2 separate regions of the Mus musculus genome follow, and region 2 is linked to region 1. A link is a contact called in public promoter capture Hi-C data. All regions are on one chromosome and are shown on one strand. Each heading gives the region's core, a stretch centred on a gene start, on an enhancer-like site or on the middle of the called end of the contact. The rest is flanking DNA. Distances are from core to core; before and after follow the strand shown. Region 1 holds the start of Exoc3 (exocyst complex component 3). Region 2 holds the start of Slf1 (SMC5-SMC6 complex localization factor 1).

What was found. Promoter capture Hi-C pulls out the DNA fragments that hold promoters and counts their contacts.
Region 2: a contact with region 1 is called in a promoter capture Hi-C map of pre-B cells, with 4 times the contacts expected there. The contact joins the promoter of Slf1 here to the promoter of Exoc3 in region 1. A contact is called at or near these places in 2 of 39 promoter capture datasets (liver and pre-B cells).

The regions. Positions count from the first base shown.
Region 1 is chr13:74,206,298-74,213,012 of GRCm38.p6, forward strand. It overlaps Exoc3 (exocyst complex component 3), which reads right to left and starts at 2,403. Exons shown (of 13, transcript NM_177333.4): 1 at 2,361-2,403; 2 at 610-800. The coding sequence starts at 783. It overlaps Ahrr (aryl-hydrocarbon receptor repressor), which reads right to left. Exons shown (of 11, transcript NM_009644.3): 11 at 4,821-6,715.
Region 2 is chr13:77,131,174-77,137,888 of GRCm38.p6, forward strand. Slf1 (SMC5-SMC6 complex localization factor 1) reads right to left here and starts at 4,295. Exons shown (of 21, transcript NM_134071.3): 1 at 4,180-4,295. 2210408I21Rik (RIKEN cDNA 2210408I21 gene) reads left to right here and starts at 4,363. Exons shown (of 20, transcript NM_001145676.1): 1 at 4,363-4,457.

The DNA.
Region 1 (6,715 bases), core at 1,153-3,652:
GTTGCTACTTCATTTTGTTTGGTAGGTTGGTTGGTAGGTAGGTTTTCCAGATAGGGTCTCTTTATACAGCCTTAGCTGTCCTGGAACTTGCTCTGAAGACCAGGATGGCCTTGAACTTACAGAGATTCACCTGCCTCTGCTTCCCAAGTGCTGGGATTAAAGATGTGCACCACCACCACCCGGCTCCTTGCTACTTCATAAATGTACTTTTTAAATTTTTTGCTATTATTATGAACATTACTGTAAATGTGTGTTTTCTGATGGTCTTAGGTGACTGACCCCTGTGAAAGGGTTGCTCGATCCCCAAAGGGATCATGATCTACAGGATGAGAACTGCTAGTCCAAATGAAAGGAACTTGAAAAAACAGTAAGAAGAAAGACAAAAATACCAGGCTTTCATATACAGAATCTAGATTTAAGTGTATATGTACACACACACACATAATATATACTATACTGTGTTGACTAACTTTATGTTAACTTGTCACAAGACTGAGTCAACCTCAGTTGAGAATATATTTCCATAAAATAGGGTGGTAGGCAAGCAGGGTAGTGGCGAAGAGAAACTCAAGACAAATGCTCAGTCCCGTCATTTCTATGGTCTCCTACCTTTAGCCTGGCCTCTACAGAGGCCTTCTTCCGAGCTTCCCTTCTGCGATACTGCTCCACTTTGTCCAGTTGGTCTGGGCGCTGAAGCATCCCAGCAACCCTTTGGACTGCTGTTGCAACAGCCTCCAGGTCTGTCTCCTTCATTGTCAAAAAGCAGGCAGAATCTTTGCACATGTCATACCACAGGTACACTATATACACAAAGGAGAGGGTATGTCAAAATGAAGTGACGACTCCACATGCAAAGGTCATGTGCTCACCATGCAACTAATGGAGAATTTCTATGGCATTTAAATTAGCAAACTAGAAATGAAAGCTGAACTTGGGTCATAAACTCCTTAACAAAACTGCAAATCCTTAGAATTCAATTGCTAAGAAGATTTTACCTTAACAGAGAGAAGCAGGGATATCTCACAGGCGTAAGACAGTCACACAGAGAGTATTTATACAGGGACTTAAGACTATGTCAAAGGCAGCTCTAACACAATTCTTAGCCCTATAAAAGATCAGCTTTTCATTTCTGGAGCTCACCCTAGTGCTGCCCAAGTCCATGGGGTAGTTAGTCACTGGAAGGCAACAACTATTACCTACACTTCAGCAGCAGCCCAGTGGGCAAACACGAGTCTTATACTCCCTTACCATTGCTCTGGGTGGCCAAGATACCACTTCTTACTTTTGAACACTTCTAAAAACAAAGATAAGACAGCAAAAGGTAATTTATTGTCCTTACTTGAGTAGCTTGTTTCCCCTAAGCACAAATGTACCCGGTCAATCACCCTTTAGTCTAATATCTAATACTATCCAAGTCATGGACCTACAATGGCTATTTGCTGACTATCCAGCAAATGAGGGAATTAATAACACTGTTTCCTTTAATTTCAGCTACTCAACAGCCACAGATGTGATAAAGACCTACCTTCTGGAATCTTTCACTCTATTCCCAAGTAGTCTCAGAAAACCACTAAAATCCATTGTACATTTCCAGTTATGTAGCTTCTCCCTGTGTATTTCTCTCTTTGCATTTTCATTCAAGTGGAACAGCATTGCAAACACCATCTTCATCTTCTGACTATAAAATTACTCGTACCCAGACAGGAAATCTGAGCAGGCCACAGAAAGAGGATTCCACAACCACTTCTAACAGGACTGATTCACTGCGGGCTTTTTTTTTTTTCTTTTGCTTTAGTTTGACATGTTATCTTCAGCATTCCCAAAACATTAAAACTTGTATAATTCTATTTACAGGACTAGGTATTAAACATAATACCAAACCATCCCTCTGGCATGGAGTCCCCCACTCCAGCTGACAGGTGAAAGGCACTCCTGTGGCAGTGTTACAAGCCAGATGCAAAAGGAAAGCTGACCCAAAACCAAAAAAGCTTTGCAAGAAAGAGTCCACTCATAAACCTGAACACAGAGAATCAAAAACTAAAAAAACTGTACTGGATCGCCACCAAATCTGCTTCCAATGGCAGCTTGAGGACTGTCAGATTTCCGGCCTCTGGGGCAAAAGGGAACTCTGAGGGTAGAAGCAGCCCCGACCAAGGAGATGGGAGGGACGCACACCGAGGACAAACCCAAACCCGCCCAGGGACCCGCACTAGAGGGTGTCGCATCCCGCCAGAAACGTCGGCCGATGCTGTCCCTCGCCAAGGACAAACCCACTAAGGGGTACACTGTGCCACAGTCGAGGGCCCAGCGCCCCGCCCACCGCACAGGCACCCAAGGCTGTCAGAGCAGAGCTTCCTCACCGTCCGCAACGCCGCTGCCACCTCCCGGAGCCGGACCGGAAGTGTGCAACGCGGTCACTTCCGTTTCCGGCGTCTGGGCGGAAGGATGGGCTCTGGGTAACCTTGAAGGCGCTGTACGGGCGATCTTTCTGTAGACTCTTAGGAAACTTGTGCTTCTGGTGACACAGACTCAGGATCAGGGATTACAGATTCAGGCCTGGCTCCGCCGTCTGACGTTTGGCGCTCTCCCGACCCTCTTATTTTAAGTAGCACCTATTGTACCCACCCTTTCTCTCCGGATTAACCACTTAGGTTTGCCCTTGCTCAGTTCCTCCCCTTAGCTACCTTAGTCTCTCCACACCTCTCCATATCTTTACTGTGTCTTGTATTCAAGATTCCACTACTTATATTTCGTATATTTGTTTCTTCTTGCTGTCCTCGCCCTCATCCCCCAGAGGTTTCTGACAGCAAGTAGATTTCAAGTATTCAGGACAGTGCCACAGAGAGTGGGCTGCCTGCTGATAGCTGCTCGCGTAGCACGTAGAAGCGGCGAAGAAAACAAAACCACGAGCAAAACAGCAGCTGGTGGAATTACTCCAGCTGAAGGAAGCAGTGAAGCATCGAGTCGCCCCGGTACCTAGAACAGCCAGAAACTTTGTTCTACCTCTGCAGATACAGAGATTTCCCCACACTGTTACGAACTTTTAGTAAATTTTGGCGGGGTTTAGGTTCTTCCACTCACCCATCAGGTATGACAACCCTACCCTGACAGGTTTGGTTGTGTTTTTTTTTTTTCACCTTTTCTGCATACATTTGTTGAGTTGTGTGCCTATCCATAACATCACTACAAAGTCTGGCTCTCCCAAGCCAATGGATGATGGGGTAAATCTTCAGTAAATGAAAGAACAGTATAGGTAACCTGTCATAACCACAATGCAAATTATATGATGAAGTCAGTCTTTTAAAGATGCAGACCCTCCCTTAGTGTAGGGGTTGCAACTGGGAAAGTGCCCTGACCCCTTAGTTTATGACAAAACAGGAGAAATTTCAGCTTCATGAATGTTTAACTGCAAAGTGGGGAGGCACAGCTACCAAGACAAAGCTGCGGTTTTCCTTAGTTACCTTATATCCAACCCTAATCTCCTGCTGCCCACTATATAGTGGAGTGTTTAGTCATGGTGCTCCCTAACGAATTCAGTTAACTAGCCTAGTTAGATGTGAACTGCTTCAGTAGATGACTCAGCTTGTTTCCTTTCAATTAAATAAATAAAATAAGAATCTCAGCTTTTGTTTTTGGTAAGCCACAGAGTGACAAAGCTCAGGATACTTTTGAGTGTACAAGTAAGTTCATAGGTAGGCCTAGGAATGACCAGAGCCAAAGTAGGGAAAGAAAAAAAAAAATGAAGCAGTGACTAAAGGTTCTGCAGCCCTGAAGCAGGGAGAGTAGCCCCAAAGCCATTTTTACACCTGCCCACACAAAGGAGAAGGCATGGGTTCCAAGTAGGTGAAGAGCATATGGAGAATCCTAGAAACCCAGATGATCACCTTAGAGCTTCCTTGGTGAACAGGTGGGTCCAGAAACACAACAGAACCAATCTATCCTGGGGATGGCTAGAAGGCTACATGGCTATGCTAGGCCCTGAAGTAGAGAAGGCTGCCAAAGACACTGCACTTGGGACAGATTCCTCCTCTTCAGTGTGAAGAGTAGTGCTAAGGCCTAGCCTTTGGCAAAGAAAATCCAGAAGGGCTCTTTGGGCCCCCTCAATCTTAATAGAAGTGAGTCTTAATGTGGCCAAAACTTGTTCATGTTCTCAGAGGCCAGACTTCTTGATGAGCTACACAGTAGATGTTATTAAATATGCACCAAAGAGATAGAATTGTAGCCTCCAAACAAGTAGAACAGAGACAAGGAAGAGAGCATAGAGGATTTCAGACCGAAGAGAATGTGGGAAAAGGGAGACTTGATGCATAATTAAGAACAGAGTGGGAAGTACAAATATGTTCAGATGAGTGCAGGTAAGTGGATTAAGCAAGGTGAAACTGTTAAAAGAGAAAATTTAAAACATAAGGAAACAAAGGGGTTAGTAGTGGAGGAAGTTTTCTCATAATAGCCAATTAAAGCCTGAAAAAATTTGTGGATGGTGACATTAACATCAACTTCCCAGGTTTTGTCAAAAGCCACAGAGACTGTTGTGAAAATACAAAGTACATGAGCCATAAAGAAAAAAAGGTTAAAATGTATCTATTGCAGAATAAAAATATCATTGGGTGAAAAGATCCCTCTGCTCTGCCTTGCTCTGGGATGTCCTAGGGCACAGGAGGCTCCTGACCCCACCCCACCCCCGTGAGAGCAGAGGAGGACCCAATACCAACCCTTAACTCCAACCTTTCTACTTTCACATTTATTATCCCCTTCTGCAATCCTAGAACGTGAATCCAAAACACCCTCTGAAGGAAAAGGCACACAATCTCACACTAAATACATAGAAATATGAGATTTATTTTACACAAGTTTTGCAAATGTAGTACAAACCACCACATGAGAAATGCATCTGGATTCTCTGTTAAAACAGAGCACCAAGAAAACAGCACAGACAGCTGCACTGTAGTGTATGCCTAAAGTTCTTGAGGACTTTCCCCCAGTCGAATCTGCAAATATAAGGGCACTTTGTATTTATTCCTCCCCAGCCCATCTCTCACTACATTTAATTTTTGATATTTTTTTTAGCCATATAGGCAAAAGCTAGCTATCACAAAAAACCATGAACTTGTAGTTAGTGTATATGGTGAAATGCTAAAATAGGAACAACCTCTCTTCGCTTCCTGTGCAAGCTGACTGGAGATTTGTGATGAATGAGCAAAAGTGCAAGTTGGGGAGATTTGATCTTCATTAGACAGCATTGGCACCAGGTATCCAAGCTTGCCATAGGGTGTGGTACCCCCAAAACACAAAATCTGCTAAAATGACATCCAAGTGCAGAACTCAAGTGTCCACAAAGCCTGACCTGCAGGGAAGCCCAGGGCCCTGGAGAGCTGCCCACGCTCCACATTTGGTAAGTCATCCCAGCAGGGGTGCAGATGAGGTACATCTGAAAGGTTCAGAGTACCTGGGCAGAGAACATAGGGACTTCCCTGGGGACACAGCTCTTCTTTGATTACGTAGCAAGGGGATGGTAAATATGTAGTAATGTATTTTGTTTTATTTTGTTTGAGACAAGGTCTGATGTAGGCTTGAACTGCTCATCTTCTGTTTCAATCACTCAAGTGCTGGGATTCATGCCACTTGGTCTAATACTGTCTCTGAATTCCATCTTCATGGTCCCTTTCCCTAGGTTTTTTTTTCACTGTCTCCAGAAAACTTGGTAAATATTGTATACATTGAAACATAACAGTCTACTGTGTCCCCTGCTCCTTGTGTAGGAAGTGTGTAGCATGATGAGTATGACTTAGAATGGGAACATAACTAAGGACTTTCAGAGAGAAATACTAGATTGGAAGACACTTGAGTGGTATGAGCATGTCCTGCCCTTAGGAGCTAGGCATGTGTTTAGAACAGGAAGTGTTGTGGAAGACTCAAATTTTACCTGCTGTTATTCATTAATACCCACAAGGTATGCTATGCTTGGCAGAAATGCATAAGCAATGTATAAACTGGTGTAGTTTGAGGAAAGGAGGGAGACAGGAGGCTAGGCACAGGGGTAAGAACTGGGACACCATCCTGGCTTCAGACATTAGGTAATAGGAAAGCTGGAGTGGCCATATAAGCATGCCTTACATCTATGACAGCACAACTTCCATCTTGCCCTTTGAAAATCTTCTGTGGGCTAAGGACAGAGAGAGCACAAGGTCCAGGGCTCTCACAGTGAGTATTCTCAGTTCTAGGAGATCTTCAGTTGTATCCTGGTCCCATGGTGAGTCTTCTTGAGAGCCAAGCAGCTCAAACCTGGGCAGAAGACCTAGTCCTGCCCACCCAACTTGATTCTGATAAGGTGATAGGCATCGCCAGACAGCTTCTTTCACTTGGCCAATGGTTGAGCAGTGATACCCTGGAGCCATAGGTGAAGGAAAGAAAATCTATGCTGAAGAGACTACCTAGCAGAATTAGCCACAAGGCCTTTCCAGCCATTCTTGCCATTCCTAAGACCTCAGGGGAAGTAGCATCAGAGATGGATGTTCATCCCTGAGAAAGACTGAACCAAACAGACAGGCAGAGCGCAGCAGGCTTTTACCTGTTTAGTGGATCCTGTGCTAATGGAGCAGGATTTCTAGTTTAAGCCCTTCCTTGGAACATTCTCAACTGCACCCCCAGCCATAGTCATTTTGCCAGCAGTTCCTGGTGACTCTTCCTTTCTGTTTTATACACGATATCCACATTT
Region 2 (6,715 bases), core at 3,045-5,544, 2.9 Mb after region 1:
TATAATTATAAAAAAGTTCTTTGTAGTAATTTAAAAACTTCCTACGAATAATTCTTTAAAATGTACTTACCCTGAATCATACAAAACACAAAACTAAGAAGGCAGTGATTGTGAAAAGAGCTGCCCTTTATACATAGCAAGCAACTGTCACTGTGGTGTGGACTTTCTTAAAATATCTCTCACCACGGCCTATCCTTGATGCCTGAAATTCTTTGACAGTTGGTGTCAGCCAGAAGCACCAGGAAACTACAGTTCTCATTACTGTGATCATGTATATTCTATCCTAAGTTTTTAAATAGAACATTTGAATTCTTTACAATATGCCAGTACTGGCACATGTTTGAAGAATGGAATTACAATATGTTAAAAAGGAAATTTAGAAAGAAAAGTATAGACAATCAAGCATGGTGGAGTATAGCTTTAATCCCAGCACTTAGGAGGCAGAGGCAGGTGGATCTCTGATTCAAGCCAGCTTGGTTGGTCTACACTGTGAGTTCCAGGCCAACAACAGCTACAGTGAGACCCTGACTCAAAAACAAAGAAACAACTACAACAAAAAAGAAAAAAACAAACAAACAAAACCCAAAACAACAATAACAAAGGTAAAAAAATAAAGCAAAGGCTTCCGGTTGGGTTGAGGCAGAACAATGACTACAAGACAGAGGTCAGCATAGACAGAGTGAAACCCTATGGGACAGGATAGGCAAACAGGGTAGGTGAGAGGGTAGGATCAACAGTTGGCTAAACAAATTGCTTCAGAAAGAAGTCATTGTGCCTAACAAAGTCCTTGGAACAAGTGAGGGTAAATCTTTCCTATTCTGCATTATAATGTTTTATAACCACTCATATGTATATATATGTGTTTTAGTTCTTATACATATATAAGAACTAAATTTTTACTTTTAAAATTATCTTTACCAATATTTGTTTTTTAATTTCAACAAACACTGAGTATAGAACATTTCAAAAGTACTACGAGTATATAGCAATTTAAATCATCTCTAATTTTTTTACATTATAAAACTGATGTATTAGTTTTGTGTGTGTATGAAAAACAAGCATATAACAAAATGTGGGCATGTATTTAAATTTTTTATTAATTTTGGATTTTTGATTATTTTTCCATTGTTTTAAAACCGCATGTTAAAAATTAGCAGTCTCTTTGTTTTCATTATAATAGGATAATATTTTGATTTAAGACCATCTTTTACTGGAGATTATTTGAACAGACTTTTACAAAATATATACAAGTCTCCAGGACGGTTAATTTCACAGCTTTGAATTCACAATTTGAGAGATTTAACTGAAAAATTAAATTTAAACTTAAAATTACAATGAAATTGAGTATGGCCAAAGCTCTGGATTTCTGTTTTACAATACTGCTACAATACATACACTACAATAGCATACACTCCTATACTATGTGAGTTATATTCTGCTGGCTCTGAATTGTGTAATTACAGGTGGAGTGTTGGAATCCTGGCCTACGAAATAGACCTTTGGTCTAATATATCAAGCCTTTGGAATTTGTTTTAAAAAATGTTGTTAGTGGCTCAGCAGGTAAAGGCTCTTGCCACCAAGCCTAAAGACCTGATTTGATCCCAATACACAGATGGAACATATATATACACAGGCACACACAAAATAAACATAAAAAGAAGCCATCTTACTTCCTGTCCCACCTTCCCATAATGTGACCTTATTTAACTGAGGTCTGGAGGGACTGAGAATGGAGCTCAAAGCTACTGTGTCTACATAGCATCTGCAAGACCCTAGGCTCAATCTACAAGCAACATACAAAACACAAATCTAAACAAAAAACCCTAAGTCCCTAGTGATGAGATTTCTGAAATATTCTTGAATATTAAAAAGAAATGGTCATTAATTCCTTTAATGAAGAATTTGGAAACAGAGAATTAACAAAATGTGTAAGAAAGAAAAAATAGGAGACTGAAGAACAATGTAGAGACATTCCTATCTCTCCAACACTATACATGGTGCTGGCTGGACTAAAACTTTGAATTTGGGATTAAAGTAGTCCTTAAGAAGCAAACTGTAAGAAAAGCACAAGTCTAAGATTAATTAAAATGATTGATTTAATTCTTATTAAGAACCAAGTGTGTTCTACAAGTCTAAAAACTTCATATATTTATCCAGTATATCTACCTAAATGTAGATGAGAATACAAGATACTGGTAAGAATGCTGGAAATTACACCTAATTTAACCTAGATAAGGAAATAAATACTGAGTCAATCCCTAGTACCAAGGGCAGAGAAAAAAAAAAAAAAAAACCTACCTTGAGGATTTAAATCTTTGGATAGACAGTGAAACCAAGATTTAAGTCTGTTACTGTGGAAAGGCTATGCCTTTTCTACAATGCCAATCTGGCTTAAATTTTAGACTTAATCTACCTCTCTTAAACAATCTTATGAGGCAATTTTACAAAGCAATCTAATTTCTATCAGTATAGCAGGAAGGTAATACTACATGAAAAAAGAATCTACTACGTGGGATAGGAGACATTTAGAACAACAAAATGAAGAAATTAAACAATTATTAATCATTTTCAAAAACATAATTCCAATATCTAAAATATTCACATATTTCCTGGAATATTCTAAAGAGTTTTATTACTTTCCTATTGATAAAAGTTTCTATTTTTCTCTCTCAAAACAGATTTGGATCAATTATTGAAAATTTTCATGCATATTATTAAAATAATATATTTTAAATTTCAAAATAATCTTGTTGGAATCGCTTAAAAAGAACAGGTGATGTTCGACTTAAGTTCTGAAAGTATTCAGTCTCCTTTAGCCTTATGATTTTAACCTATGGAGAACTGAATTTATTCTTTACCTGGTTTTTAAAACAGTGGAAATTTGTAGAATAATACAGCCAAGAAACAAACTGAAAATACTATTTAATTAGTAAGCCTATACTATTGGTTTCCTAAAAATCAAAGAGGCAGCCATGGAAATTGTGAATGCATGGAATGGAATTTTAACTGCTCTTTATTTTGATTATGAAAAGGAATTACAACAGACTACTGTTTCATACACCAACATGATCTAAGCTTTCTGCTTTACAAAAGCAAAAATATTCTAAATCATATCATTGATTTTCACCCAAGTCAATGAAGCATGAGAAAAATCTCGACTAAGAAAACAGGTCTAACTGAAGTTTAGTTGCTTATTGAAGACTGTCTCACATTAAGATATATCTAAACATTTGAGTGTTTCAACATCCTAGGTCGTGAAATTCTTAATGTTACCTTACAAATAATCAAATTTCTTCTCACACAAATCTACCCAAATGATCAAGCTATGTTTTGAACACCTAGAATAAACAAGAATCATTCCATTCACAGCAACAGCTTGAAAACCAATATAAGACCTGGGTCGTGATTGAATTCAAGTCATTTCCAATGTTTCAAAGGAATTTTTTCTCTTATTTATTTATCTATTTTCCTCTGTAGAGGATAGTCATTTTTCACAAAAGAGCTTGGGGAATTGAAAATCAATTTCGATCAACCACAGGTCCCAAATCCCGATTTGGAGTATTAAGGTAAATGAGTATCAATTTAGCCAGACCTTGAAAACGCAATACATTTCTGTCACTTAGAGTTGTCCTGGTGCTCAGGAACCCCAGGAACACAAACCCTTCCTTTAGGAGAGGTGCTCGCGCGCTGCTGTTCAAAGCCTACAATACCGCTGAGATAAAAAGCTCATTTTCATTTCGGTGTGAAAAACAATTCTACTCGAGAGAAAGAATGTCTCGTTTTTCATCTTAATGAAAGGCAGGCCCTGGGAATCCCTGCCACCTTCATGGAAGCTAAGGTTTGTAGGCATCCAAGAACTGGCACGGGGTGAGGCGTCCTAGGCGGTTCTATGGAAACGGGAGACGCGAGCGGCCTAGCGCCCGGAGCCCCGGCAGCGGGCAGCGGCCTGGGCGCGCTGCGGGGCTCGCCAGGGACCTGTCTGCCCAGAAGGGCCGGGCAGGCCGAGATCGGAGGGCCCGGCCATCGGCACGGGCGCGGGCCCCGAGTTCACCTTGAAGGAACCAAGGCTGTGAAAGCACGAGCGCCAAGCGCCTCCGCGGCCCAGAGAGGACGGCCGGGAAGTCAGAGGCGCTGCCTGAGAACGCGGTAAATGGCGTCTTCCGAGCTGAGGCGCTTTACCTTCCCGGCCGAAGCTTCTGGGCTGGTTTCGTCTTGCGAAGCTGCCGGTGGTGGCGGTAGGGGCGACGACTACCACCGTAGGACTCCCTGCTCCAATAAACTAGGTTCTAGGAAACAATTTCCCGCCGCGCGCTCGGCGTTCCCGGAAGCAGTTTACCAGTTCCGGGTGGTTGTCAGTGACGCTCTCGAGCGGTCGCCAGGGCTGCCTGAGATGCCGACTATTTGGTTCTGGCCAGCGCGTCAGGCCCTTGCAGGATCAGCGCCATAGACGGAGATTGGTAAGTGACTTTTCCCTCTCTTCCCGGTGTTTTCGGCCTGCCAGCTACCTGCCGAATGTGGATAGGACCGAGAAGTGAGCAGACAGAAGTTGGCCCCCTAAATCCCCATCCTTTCCTCTGGTGCCTGATCCTCCTTGAGGCTGGAGAAGGCCCTGGGATCCGGCTCACTGTCTTCATTCGCTTGACTTACCTCCAACGTGGAAGTCGATCTTAGCCGAAGACAACTGGTTCTGTGCAGTGTTTCTACCCTGTCTATTCGCAGGGTTTGGTCTCCCTGTTTCTTGAAAGTTACATTATGTACCCTTTACTGAATACTGTTAAAATAGTTGGGGGTTCACTTGGGAGGGCAAGCAGGCAGCTGAAGACGGCGGCTTTTGCATGCATTCAGAATGGGACATTCCTGATTTTCAATTAATTGAACTTTTCTCCTTCAGTTTTAATTAAAAATGGCTTCTGTTTTTGTTTTTTTTGTTTTTTGTTTTTTTTCTGCTATGCATTACTGAGACGCTATCATTCCTATAACGGTATGCATCAGCTTTAGATACACGTTTTATGTTGTGGAAATCATTGATTAGAATCAGGTACACTTTCAGTAAGGAATGTTCTGACTTTACTATGAACTCACTGCGAATAGTTCAGGATAATTTTGGGTGGGGATTTGGAGTTACCCAGAGGAGTTGTAAAGAGAAATTGCTTTTGACAAATGTCTAGTTCGAGGAAAGATGCTCATTTATTCAAAGACGCAAAAAGTGTTACTCTTTCTTGACCAATGCAGTTTCCTCGGGGGAGTTCACTCATCCTCTTATTATTTGTTGATCACCTTTTCCCATTTCTCCAAATCAGTCAATCTCAAAAGACGTCTAGAGTGTACCATAAATTAAAATATAATATTAGGACTAGAGAGATGGTACACTGATTAAGAGCTCTCTGCTCTTCCAGAGGTCACTAATTCAATTCCCAGCACCCACATGGCAGCTCACAACTATCTGTAACTCTAGTAACATGAGATTCAGTGACCTCTTCGGGTGTGCAGGTATACATGCAGATGAAACACCATGTACATAAAATATATGCATAAACAAATCTTTTTAAAAAGAAAAATGTCATATATTCAATTAAAGGGACCTGAAGCATCAGACAAGCGCCCCTTTGCCTTTTGAGAGTAAAACTATATTTAGAAAAGCATGTTGATCTTTTTAACTGCCTGTTTGATTAATCACTGAACTTTTATAGTTTCTGAATGATGCAAATATTGTCACCTTATGATTTTTTTAACTTATATCTTAAACAGTTATAAATACTTTCAGGGAGATTTTATGTTCGTCACGCATAGCAACTAGCTTTAAAAAAAAAAGCACTGTTCTTATTTGTGCCTTGGATTCATATAGCACTTCATGAATGCTCACAGGTGTCTCTGCCTTCTGCCTAGCAGTTTATATTCACTATTTAATGTTTACAAAAGAAAAATCCTGTCTCTTTGCATACATTTTATAGTGCAACTGAGAGGTCGTAACATATACGTATAAAATTGTCATGACTGAGATTCCAGTCTTCCTGATTCTGGAACTTAGCTCTTTACTGTATTTACCTATCATGGTGACATGTGATTGTAATTCCAGTGTTTGGGAAATGGGACATTGGGAGTTCTTTTTTTCTTTTTTACACTCCATATTTTATTCCTCCCTTGCCCAATCCACCCTCCGACTGTTCCACATCTCATATCTCCTCTCCACCCCCTGTCTCCTCGTGGATGCCTCCAGCCCCCACCCCACCTGACCCCTAAACTCCCTGGGGCCTCCAGTCTCAGGAGGGTTAGGTGTATCATCTCTAAATGATCACATACTCGGAAGTCCTCTACTGTATGTGTGTTGGGGGTCTCATATCAGCTGGTGTATGCTGTCTGTTTGGTGGTTCAGTGTTTTGAGAGATCTCAGGGGTCCAGGTTAATTGAGACTGCTGGTCCTCCTGCAGGATCGCCTTTCTCAGCTTTCAGCCTTCCCTAATTCAAAAACAGGGTTCAGCTGCTTCTATCCATTTGTTGGGTACAAATATCTGCATCTGACTCTTTCAGCTGCTTGTTGGATCTTTCAGGGGTCTGTCATGATAGGTCCCTTTTTAAGAGTACTCCATATCCTCAGTAATAGTGTCAGGCCTTGGGACCTCCCCTTGAGCTGGATCCCACTTTGGGCCTGTTGCTGGATCTTCATTTCCTCAGGCTCCTCTCCATTTCCATCCCTGTAATTCTTTCAAACAGGAAC